Regions from separate parts of the Ovis aries genome. Here region 2 is linked to region 1. Evidence: chromatin contacts called from public Hi-C data. All regions are on one chromosome and are shown on one strand. Each heading gives the region's core, a stretch centred on a gene start, on an enhancer-like site or on the middle of the called end of the contact. The rest is flanking DNA. Distances are from core to core; before and after follow the strand shown. Region 1 holds the start of LOC114115898. Region 2 overlaps LOC114115898.

Region 1 (6,124 bases), core at 1,514-4,013:
GAGGAAAACCGGCCTCTCCGCAAAGCCACTCGCCCTCCACACACACTCACACACCCGGGCAGACGATCACTGCACATCCACACCAACAACGGCTAACATGGTTCCTCTGACCCTTCTGCAATCAAAATGAGACTTCCAAAGTTCCTATTTTATGACGCCAGAAGGTGAATGGAAGGAGGGAGGCAGGGCTCTGGGAATGCGAAAGAGTGAAAAATACATGCTCCCTTTGCTTCCGTCTTGTCGCACCTCGCCCCCTCCCTGCCAAGTAGCTTTCTGGCATCAGCTCAACCCGGCAGGCGAATGAGGATGGGCTCGTATCGTTTTTAAAAGATACTAAATCGGGGTGAGAGAGTAGGAGGGTGAGGACGGGACTAAGTGAAATCTACGCAGCATTTCCCTGGACTGGAGAAGCCGTTGAAGAAAGATTGTAAATGTCCCCCGGGCTCCAAAATGAGGCACCAGCTGGGGCCGAGGGCTCCCACCCGTCCTCGGGGGAGGCTAGCCTCCCAGCCCAGCTGCCCACCCGGCGCGAAGAAGCGCCGGAGATCTCGCCCACGTTCCAGGAGACCTCCCCGCGCTGGGTGCCCACTCCCGGGGATCTAGAACTTCGCCTGGGTCTGACTTTCCGCCGGATCCGGCGAGCGTCAGGGGAGGGAGCGGGATCCCGCGGACCCGCCGGGAAGGAGAGGGTCGGGGGTGCGCGTTACCTGCGAAGGTTTTGGAGGTCTCCTGGCGGCCCCGGTAGGAATCCCGCTCGGCGCCGCGTCCTTCCCCAGATCCAAACTTTTGCTCCGTCCTCCAGGTGGCGGCGGCGGCGGCGGCGACGGCGGCGCCTGCCGGAGCCCGGCCCTGTCGCCCGCAGCGTCGGGGCGCGGGGGTGCGGAGGCCGGAGCCTCGGAGCGACGTGCGCCTCCCCGCAGCCGGCGGGCGCTCGGGCGCCCGGCTCGCCTGGCTCGCTCTCGCCTTCCTCCCCTACGGAGCCGCGGCATCGTCTCCCCGCGGCCGCCTCCGCCACCTCCGCCTCCGGGGCTCGGGCATGCCACTCTCCTCCCGGCTCCGGCCGCCGCGGCCCCCGCCTCTTCTGCCCGCCTGCAGCCTCCCGCTCTCCGCCCCCGCCGAGCCCACGCGCCCCGCAAGCAGGCGGGGGAGCGGGGGACCGCGGCGGAGAGCGGCTCCGAAGCGCCCGCGGCTCCTTGGAGACGGAGGAGCCCGGGGGAGGGCGGCCGGAGAGCCCGGCGGGCGGGCGGGTGCGCCTCCGACGCCGGGGAGCCGATCGCGCAGAGCAGGGCGCGGGGCGCAGCGCGGAGCGCGCGGGGCGCTGAGTCCGGCGGCGGCTCCGACCCGACTGCCGCCTGGGCGCAGCCCGGCCGGGCTAATGTAGGCGCCGCGGCGCCCACCCCCAGCCCTCCGGACACCCCCAGGAGGTGTTTACTGGAAGGAATTCGCGGGGTCGCCTCCGCCGCTGCCGCGCTCCTCCTCTGCCTCGGTCCCCGGCGCTCTGGCGCGCTCCCCTCCTCGAGTCCTCTTTCTCTCCCTCCCTCTCACCCCCCCGCCCACCCTCTCGGAGTCCCTCCCACATTTCTGGTTTAAAGAATGCTCGGGAGGCGCGGCTGCAACCCCAAGCTTTCCAAGAGGCAAAGTCAGCCGCGGCCGTTAACCCTGTCCTCCCTGGAGCGCGTGGCACGGCGAGCTCAGGGGCCAACCCCACGGGTGCCGCCCGGACGGCGCCCGCCCTCCCGGTTCCCTCTCTCCCCTGCACCCTCCCACCCCATCTCTGAAGGATGTGGCCACCGTCGGAACGGCCGAAACTTGATTTCCCTCCTTGCTCGCCCGGCGTGGTCCTTCTAAACCAGCTGATCTAGGATTTAGACGCTGAGGAATGATCGAAACGGGAGATTAGAGGGTAAAAAATACAACATCTTTCAACCAAGATGGCGTAATTTCAAATGCAGGCAACCTTGGTGAGTTGCCCCCTACGCCACCCCTAGTTCCCTGATCCCCGATCTTCTTAAATAATTTAACCGGGAAATAATCCAAAGTTTAATTAATTCAAACACCCCCATTTTCTCCTTGCACCCTGGCCGCTTGAAGGAGCTCGTCGTCCCCACAGATGACAAGCAACGACCACTTTCAGACGCATCGTTTAGGGAACAGGTTTGACAGCGGAAAAAAAAAAAAAGCTTGATTTGCATACAGACTCAGTTTCCACTCGGCGATCTCTTTGCAAAGGTTAAAGAGGAATGTAAGAAAACCAGGTCCACGTCTCTCTTGGAAAAGAGGGGGCGGGGGGCGGGGGAAGCTGCTTCTCTTCTCTCACTTCATTAAGGTTCCTCCTGCCTCCAGTAAGTTGCTGTCATGTTTTAACAAGTCTAGAGAGAGACTCAAGCTGAACAGAAGAGGGAGAACGAGTTCGCTCCAAGCGCGGGGCCGCACCGAGACGCGCCGTCGGTGGGGCCGGGCGGGAAGCAGCCCCCGAGCTAGAAGGCGGCTCAGGAACAGCTCCCGAGGGACCCTCTCGGCTATCGCGGCAGAAGAGTTAGGCAGGGGCGGTGACCACCGGCAACCCGGGTTTGATGTACCCGTCCTCGGTTCGGAGTCTGAGTCACTTGGCACCACTCTCCTAATTGTTTTTATTTCCTTCGCATCCCTGTTGTGTCTACCGCCTTCACGTTTCGTGAGCGCCTCCATCGAGTTTAGCAGGCTTGGAGGAAGGCCCAATGTGCCTCTCAAGCAGAAGCCGCGCCGAGATCCACCCAGACGCATGCTCGAGACGCACGCTGGCACACGCGCTCACACACTCACGCACACACGACCCCAGGTCGTGCCCGCGGGCCGCTGCTCTCGCGTTGCCTTCTGAGAAGGTGGCCCCGTAAAATGCGTTTGCCTTACAGATGACAAAGCCGCTCTCTTCCCCCAAACTCAGTGTGTGATTCATACACATCCCGGGTTGGGGGTTGGCTGGGGGAATTAAGTGGACGACGGCTGACAGTGAGTGCCATCTTGCTGGGAGGTGCCAGCATCAGAGCCCCACAGACCACAGCAGCGGTGGCCTCCTCCTCCACCCCCCGCCGCCGCCGGCCGGAGCCCCAGGCGCTCCAGGAGTTTACTGGACATCAAGTGTGGGTTCAGCCCGCCCCAGGCACCCTCTCCGGATACTTCCTTTCCCTGGTTATTGTCCCGACCTCAACCGGCAACCTTGATCTTGGGCCTGATTACAAATGAGAAGTGATCGCGCCGGCGCTGAAAGAGCGGGGACAAGCCCGAGACCGGTCGGCGTGGCGGAGGAGGCATCTTTCCAGGCTGGGGCGCGGTGGCGGCTGGCGAGGCTCCACTCGCAAGCTCCTCGCTGTCCGATTCGCCTCTCAACCCAGTGCTGGGAGGCGTTAACTGCTCCCCTCCCCGCGCTCCGCGCACCCGGAGTCGGGAACGCAATCCCAGTTTAGCTCGGTGGGCTACTCCCGCCTTCGCCGTCCCCACTGGCGCGCCTAGAAGACGCGCTGGAGGGAACTCAGTGCCAGACCGATGAAGTCCGCACGGCTGGAGAAAGACTTGGTTAGGTGTTGGGGCCGGGGGCGGGGGGGGCGGGGGAGTAACTTGTGGCCCAACGAACCAGCACCCTCCGCATCTTGTTAGCCACTCATGGATCCCCGGTTGCGGGCAGGGGGCAAGCTGGTGGTTGTAGATGCAACCGCTTGATGATAACGCTGGTGACAGTACCAGCAGATGGAGCGTGTGCAGGGGTGGGGGCCTAGGGGAGCGTTGCTCTCTCAGAAGTTAGCGTTCATCCTGGGGAAATGAGAGGTTGGATTCAGGCAAGCTTAGTGGATCTAGAAACCCCAATTTAGGATCGATGCTCCGGGGGGACTAGCTCACTGGCGTCTTGACCCAGAGCTCAGTTAGAAAACTCCTTAGAGGAGGGAGGTTCGACCTGCAGCTAGATTTCTCTTCTCTGAAATCGGGGGAGAGTTAAGCAGTCTGTTCTTTCGGTGGATGAAAGATAAAGCTTAAAGCATGCTACCCCAAAGATCACCCCCAGCGGATTAAATAATAATAATTACAACCCCCCTTAAGAGACCGTGGTGTTGGCAGAGCGGCAGCCAGGTCGGTTCTGGCAAAGTCCACCTGGCACCTCAGCCCCTTTACCTGGCGGCCGCAGCTCCTCGCACTGCGCTCATCCGAATCCGACAGGGTCAGGGAGGTGGGAAGGGAAGGAGCTGGCTCCACAGCAGCGGGGCTCCCGGGGCATGGTATTATTTTAGGGGTCGCCGCCAAGGTCCCTCCTGCCCATCGTTGAGAACTGCCAACCCGATCCCTGGGCTGGCGGACGCGGCGGTGGGCGCGGAGCTGGCGCGTCTCGGCTCCTGGACGCGCGGGACCGCAGGCCAGAGACCCCCCCGGGGCGGGGACCGCCCGGCCGCTGGAATGCTCTCCAGGCCCCCTGGTTCCTTCGCGGTGAGACTGGAAGATATCACCCTCGCAAGCGACCGCGAAGGGTTTCGAACGTACAACTAACTCGCAGGTACCCGGCCTGGACTGAGAGCCGCCTTCCCTCTCCGCCGCCTGTCCCTTCTCCCGGGGAGGGAGCTAACTTAACCCTGTGCGCGCCCTGCTCTCCTCCCTGGAGAAGCTGTGATCCACGAGGAAACCGCAGGCGGCGGCTGCCGGGCAGCGAGCTTTGTTCACGTGCGTTTCCAGTGGGTGTGTTCCTGTCTGGGGGCACTCGCGTGGCAGGACGCCAGTGGCAGGCTTCCAGAGCCCGTCTCCGGCATGGGAAGGAGCCCTAGCGTTTCATCCGGACCAGACCCAGCCCTCCCTCGGAATTTTTTTTTTTTTTTTTTTTTTTTGCCAACAGTTACTAGATTTATTGGAGTTGCCAGCGAAGTTGGGTTTTATTCCTTTTTTTTTTTTCCCTGCCCCCTCCCCTCTCCTACTCGGGACCCCAGGATTATTTCCTTTCCTAGACCGTGCTTTGAAGTTGTGGAACTCTCTGCTCCTTCTGACTCCGGCTTTTTAACTGTTTGGCGTGTGCGAGACGGATTGTAGAAGGCATCCACCCACTCACGGCAAATTGAAAAGAAGCCGCAAGGAAAGGGGTCTCCCAGCCACCCAGTGTCTGCAGCAGCTCAGAGACCACAACATATTCAAATAAGATTAAGAGATCGGAAGCCGGGCGCGGGGCGGGGGAGTGGTAAGGGATTTTTGAGACCTGAATGGGGAAAGAGGTGAGGGGCGGGGGAAGACACACAGAGAGCCCGCGCCTTAGAATGGAATCAACAAGGCAAACACGGAAGAGAATGACGATGCAAAAAATATGAGTCCCGAAGTGGAAAGCAGTCAAATTTAAGAACCCGGATTTTAATGCTTATTTCCCCAGTTTCTTTGGAAGCTATAAAAAGGGAATATGAGCCTCCGCCTTGGCCACCCAGATGCTTCGCATTTTGTAAACATCTTCCAGTAAGTGCTCCGGACTCCCAAGAAGTTAACTGAAGTTGGAGGCGAGCAATCCCATGGAGGCGAAATGGAAGGTTAGACGAGAGAAAACGGAACAGAGCGCCTCGCTGTCAGCGTCGGCCTCCAAAGGGCCACTCAGAGCGCACACTCAGCCGTCCCCAACCGACTCCTTCCTTCCCCATCTCCATTTCGAACTGAAGAGACCGAGTCTTTAAAAGCCATTCAGAGAAGAACACTTGAATCTTGCCGAACCCGAGTTATTTTAAATAGAGGAAATCCACCGGAGGATAGATGTTCCCAGTTTCTCTCTGCTGCATAAAGGCCGTTTCAACCGCCTCTCTGAGCCAGGCCAGCCCGCCTCGTCAATGGGAACGCTGTTTCCAGCCCGCTGGGTACAGAATTCCGTTGTAAATCCTTCTAGTTTGCCAAGGTGGCAGCAAAGCATAGGAATAATTCCTCAGGCTGCAGCAGCAACTCGGGAGACCACAGTTTAGGAAGAGTATTCATCGACCTGCTTTTAAACAGCCATCTCCGTGTGTGAGAGTGAACACAAGTATCCGCAGGAGGTTCTTTGAAAGCCTCCGTGTGATATGACAGTATAATGATTTCATCTTTAAGGATGCATTTTTGTTTCAAGGCAAACGGAAGCCTGTCCAGGTTTTACTTTCTGATG
Region 2 (6,124 bases), core at 2,551-5,050, 62 kb before region 1:
CGTCCCATTTTAAGCGTTTATTTGTAGCAGGAGAACCCCCTCCAATCAAGATAAACTTTTATTGCAAAATGCATTCTTATCTGAAGAAAAACCCTGGACTGGCTCACAGGAAGGAAGTCACACTGATGGGTGACACAGGGCATCCAGCCCGCTGTGTCTCCTGCCTCCAGCCCACGATTCATGTCCTCAGCCATAGAAAGAGGCTCATGTCAGTCACATCTAGGCAGAACCTAGTTCATTTTTCACGTGGCTGTGGAATTACCTAGGCCTACCAAGTGTAACTTGAATTTTCTAGAGAAACTGTCCTGAGGAGCTTAAACCTAGTATTGGTTCATTAAAATATTCAGAAGGCCACAAGTTGGAGTAGACTAAAAATCTCATAATGTTAAAGACTCTTTCTAAATGAACTCGAAAACAAATTAGTAGCAGATACTTGTGACTGTCATGTTCTTAAGAAGCCAATGGATGTTAGGATCTGTAGTATATAAGATAGACAGAAACTTTTAAAATACTATTTCTAGAAATCGGATATTGAGATGTTTTAATGTTCAGAATCAGGCATAAAACAATTTCAAAGCAAGAAAAACCAAACAAACAACAACAACAACAAAAACATACAGGTAACTAAGAGCCCTGTAAACAATGCTAAACAACCGCTAAACAACCAAAAGACACAGCAAAGGGTTGGCAGTGCTGTAAAGAGTTCACAACCTATAAAACGTTATTAATTGGTTTTCAGATAGACTATAAAGATCCGACAATATCCTTCAGTTCCAATCCCCAGAAAATACACGACATATTTAAAATCCTACTGGCACCTACTGATTTTGACTGAATACGTTTAACCTCATCAAATCAACAGGGTTTCAACTGTACTTAAAAAGACATTATATGAAAGGCACGACAAGCCTTAAATTAACCTACTGGCCATGCATTCCAGAGATGAGCTACAGAAAAAGAGAGCTTGAACATCATAGGAAGAATCAGCTTTGAGTTTCATGGAATATGCAGCACAGAATGGGGCCACACAGACATCACAGAAAAAATGCAGAAATGTTTAAAATAATTAGGTGCTGGGGGCCTGTTGTATAGCAGAAGGAGCCCAGCTTTGCGCTCTGTGATGATCTAGATAGGTAGGAAGCTGGTGAGGGTGGGAAGGAGACTTGAGAGGGAGGGGATATATATATACACACATATAGCTAATTCACTTTGTGGTACAGCAGAACATCAGAAAGCAATTATATGCCAATAAAAAAAGGAAAAGTCTAATAACTCATTAATTAAGCATTAATCTAGAGTTAGTATACATACTCAAGGCAAGCACCCCTTTTCTGCTTTCTTCTGAAAAGGCATCACTTCTAAAGTTCTTAAACATAAGAGGAAAAGAAAAAGTTACCCTTATCCAGATGTGTACTGAGATTTAGTGTAGGGGAGATGGAAATGTATTTTGTGTATTTTCCGCCCACTGATTTGAAAATATTATGAGATATATTTATGTAACTTGCAAACAGTATGGAATGACTACAAAGAGAGCCCTGTGCTTGCAGAGAGCCCATGGAGCATGTTCTGCACGTCTGGAGCCCCCACGGCACTCAGCAAGGGCAACCTGAAGAACAGGTGCAGAATTAATGTGGCTCCAGCTTCTGACTGAGCAAGTGATACCAGTTCTTCAGTGTACACACCAGGTTCCACTTACTTTCAGAGCTGATGCACTTTTATCCCGGAGGTTAAAGGATGTACCAGTTCTTACCTGATGAAGAAGCAAGGGAAGGAGGCGGTCTCCGTCTCCTACGTGTCCTACAGTTGGCAGCCCAATGTCCTATACAGTTGGGCGGGAAATCAGGGACGCAGCTACCAGTATGAGCAGCACAGAAGAAAGGAGCCACCTCTGTCTTTCTCTAGAGCTCTCTCCTTCTTTTTCTATTTTGTCCTCCATCAGAGGACAGAATATATCGATTAACACTGAGAAACCAGAAAGTCATCTTTATCCTACCACTTTGTTGTTGCTGTTAAAAAGTCTTATAAAATATTTTTGCTTTCTTTGCATCACATCTGTTTTTAATGACCCATCTCAGACAGAGTTCAGCAATAAAGAATCTGTCTGCCAAGCAGGAGACCCAACCATGATCCCTGGGTTGGGAAGATGCCCTGGAGAAGGGAATGGCAACCCACTCCAGTATTCTTGCCTGGGAAATTCCATGGATAGAGGAGCCTGTCAGGCTACAATCTATGGGGTCGCAAAAGACACAACTTAACAACTAAACATCTCAGACAAGGTGAAATCAACTACTACGCAGAGGTAGAGAAATATTTAATTTGACACTTAAAGTCAATTTGCAATTTACTTTGCTGTTTCAGTTTACTGGAGTGACTCATTCATTTCTTGACTGTTACTGTGTTTGAAGAGCTAAGATAAATGCATATTAAGTTTATATAGCATTTTATGTAAGTATATTGCCCCTTTACTTCCCACATCCGCAAGAGTCAGGGTTTAGCTCATGAAATATTTATTAGCAATAAAAATGCTATATATTCAGCAAACAAAACTCCACCTCATTTATAAATTAGGTACCCATGTATACTTGTCACACAATAAATCAAAAGCAATTAAAAAGAATTACATTGAGTTGCCTGCTAATCCATAAAGATTTACTTTATTCTCACCTGACTATTTTATGTGCTCACTGGCCAAAACAATTTGATGGCTATTTTGGAAGCCTGGAGGTGATAGGATTTCTCATCACCTAAGCGTTCACCTAGGTTACCTTTTAGGAGCTATGGGAACCCGCCCCATACATTCTTCAAGCCAGATGTGGGAGTCTGGTCTGTCCTCTGCCTGTGTATCTTCAGACCCTCAGGGTGCAAGCATTTTTCTTTTTATACTTTTATTGATTTATTTATTTTCCTCCACGCTGGGTCTTCCTTGCTTTTCCTGCTTTTCTCCGGTTGTGGAGAGTGGGGGCCTCTCTCTAGTTGGGGGGTGTGGGCTTCTCCTTGTGGAAGCTTCTGTTGTTACAGAGCTGGGGCTTTAGGACGCTCAGGCTTCAGTAGTGGCGGTGCCTGGGCTTAGCTGCTCTGCAGGACATAAGATCTTCCTGGATCAGGGATCGAACCCTTGTCTCCGGCATTGGCAGGCGGATTCTTTACCACTGAGCCACCAGGGACACCCTCAAGCACTTTCTCACTGCAGACTTTCTAACCTTGAGAATAAATTTACACAGGACGGTATGTACTTCAAATGCACCGGCACTGAAAGAGGGCAAGACACGCCCCCCGCTCCTGTGAAATGAACGGAGACACGGACATCAAGACACCACCGATGCGTGCTTTTACTACTTTTTTCCAAAATGGTTTTGTATTTATACCCAAATCCTCAGCTACGAGAAAGCCTGAGGAAGTGTCTACCCCTGAGAAAACCGAAACCAGCGACAACTTGGGAAAGGTGTGTGTGGCTACCTCTTGGCTTTCTTCTTAAAGTATTTTATGTACTGATGGCTGACCAATGGAGTATTTCATCTTGAAAGTCAGTTATCTCAGTGAATGAATATACTTTTCCTTTCCAAAAAACTGTATTTACCTTTCAATGAACCAGATGTCTTAGAATTCCTTCCAAAAGGTTTAGGAGTAAACACACCACTCTCCAAAGAGAAAGGTAAAAAGCATTGTGATGGAAGGATGGTTCTCATTTTCTCAAAAATAAAAAAAAAGAAAAAAAGAGGAAGCACAAATGATTCAGTGACTTGCTGCAGGCCACTTAGTGATTCAGAGGAACCAGTGATGGAAGTCTGACTCAGCAAACACATTCAGCAAGCAAGAGATGGACACTTAAACATTTACTGTATGGCTCTTCATGCGTGCGGCTATGCGTATGATGTTGCTGGTACAAGGCACAAACCCACCACCGTTTTACACTGACCACACCCACAGTGAGAACAGGAAGGCGTTTGTCAATGCACTCAGTCCGTCCTCAGGATGAACAAGCAGACGCTAACCATCACTTGCCATGGGCTAAATCTCTGTGTTCAGGAGAAAGAAAGGAGAGAGAAGGGAAGCTGATCACTGTTGCTATGTCCTATATGAACAGGGCGTGGCAACGGTAAGAAGAGTGAAAGTGAAAGTCACTCAGTGTGTCCAACTCTTTGAGACCCCGTGGATGGAATTCTCCAGGCCAGAACACTGGAGTAGGAGGCCTTTCCCTTCTCCAGGGGATCTTCCCAACCCAGGGACCAAACCCAGGTCTCCCGCATTGCAGGCGGATTCTTTACCAGCTGAGCCACAAGGGAAGCCCAAGAATACTGGAGTGGGTAGCCTATCCCTTCTCCAGGGGATCTTCCTCACCGAGGAATGGGACTGGGGTCTCCTGCATTGCAGGCGGATTCTTGACCAACTGAGCTATCAGGGAGGCCCAAGAAGAGTTGAGAGGGAGGGAATCCGTCTAAAATATCCCCAAGCTCTGCCACGTAACTAGTACAGTGATTCTCAGTGTGGCAATTCTGCCCCCCTTCCCAGGGGACGTTTGGCAATACTAGAGACTTTTTACTAGTCATGGTTAGGGCTGCAGCTGGCATTTAGTGGGAAGAGACGGTGGATGAGACCGTGGATGTTGCTCAGTCTCCAAGAAGGCAGAGGCAGCTTCCCACAATGGAGAGCTAATTTCAGCTCAAACTGCAGATACAGCTGCAGTGGAGAAACCCTGAACGAGTGACACGACATTGAGTAAGTTATTGAACTTCGGGAAATGCAAGTCTCTTTATCTGTATAATACTATTAATAATACAGCAGTCCCTACCTTGATGGATGGGTGAGCTACTGCAAGAGATAATTCAAGTGAAGTCCTTCATTCTGTTATTGGAATGTCTAGAGAACTGAAAGTATTTTTAAATTATTTTTTGTTAATAAGCCCATGTCACTTCATGTAACAGCACGTGAAGAAAGAAAAATATGTGGGCACCAGAATAATGCAACAGTTTAAGCTTAATGATAGTATTAAAAAATAAAATTCAGAATCAAACAGTCTCATTTGGTTCAGTCTAGACTATTTTAATTTAATCCCATCCCCACCAATAAGAAAAACTATAATGGAATCAATCCCCCAGAACATTCCTCATCATTTACCCTGTGAAAGTTCTAGAGATTTCCCTAAAAGGGTGATTCAGACAACACAGCCTTACAGTTTTGTGGGGAGTGTTTCATCAGGAGAAATTTATGCTAAACGAGGATGTGTAAAATTATTATCATTTTAATATCATCTTTGAAATCCTAGCTTTTATTCCAAGAATGATTTTTTTTTTTTTAGTTCAAGTCTTCAGGGTTTTGATTTCATTCTTTTGAACTGTCAGCTGTGACCACATCTAAAGAGACAGCTTGCATTTGTCTGCGGAACCCATGGTAGGGTTTGAGTAACAGCAAAGTGTTCACTTAAAAAAAAAAATGCCACAGTCAAGTCCTTTAATTTGTTGAAACAGTTAGAAGCTGAGCTAGACCTAAGAATCGAATATGTTTTTCTGCTTTAGGTGGTGAAAGCGGCCAGAAACCACAAGATTATATGTCAAACGAGCAAACAAAGCAAGTCTGGAAAATCTCGGACAGCAGAGGCAGCTCTTCCTGGGGAATCCTTTGGCGCTGCTGGCACCCTGGTGTCTGCTGCCAGCGACGATTAGAGACCAAGAGGAGGTCTGCTACTTTTCATTCCTTTGCCAGATACAAGCTAGATGACAAAGCAGCTTCAAGGCTGGGTTACTTGTGCCCATGTCCTGAAATGCTGAGTGAATGTAACCGTGCTTTTCTCTTAATATCATTTTGAAAACAAAGTAAAAGTGAACTTCCTCCTTTGACGGTTACAAATACTTCCAGTTCTCTGAACATTCCAATAACAGAATGAAGGACTTCACTTGAATTATCTCTTAAAACCTCCAGTTGGGAACCTTTTCGAACACACAAACAAGGGTCAAATAGCAAATAAGCTTTTGCCTATATAACATAGTGTAGATTTGCTTATAGCCAAACTGGAGAATTCTAATCTATAAAGGAAAGTCAACTCAAAAATGAAAACCGGTACTATCTTTAACATTCACATGCTACCTGGGAATATCTTTGACTCATCTAAATTCCATAAGAACCAGCT

Evidence for each region. Hi-C and Micro-C count contacts between places; a contact is called where the count stands out from the background.
Region 2: a contact with region 1 is called in a Hi-C map of skin fibroblasts, with 2.0 times the contacts expected there. The contact joins the enhancer-like site here to the promoter of LOC114115898 in region 1. A contact is called at or near these places in 2 of 16 Hi-C or Micro-C datasets (muscle and skin fibroblasts).

Annotation. Positions count from the first base shown.
Region 1 is chr7:95,233,324-95,239,447 of ARS-UI_Ramb_v3.0, reverse strand. LOC114115898 reads right to left here and starts at 2,763. Exons shown (of 4, transcript XM_060418702.1): 1 at 2,318-2,763; 2 at 708-1,431. The coding sequence starts at 2,763.
Region 2 is chr7:95,296,012-95,302,135 of ARS-UI_Ramb_v3.0, reverse strand. All of the region lies in intron 3 of LOC114115898, which reads right to left. Among named protein-coding and RNA genes, the nearest start is that of FLRT2, 36 kb to the left of the region's middle. Within about 2 kb of position 3,800, at least 3 of the 54 cell types and tissues checked have an H3K27ac peak or open chromatin away from gene starts, as enhancers often do.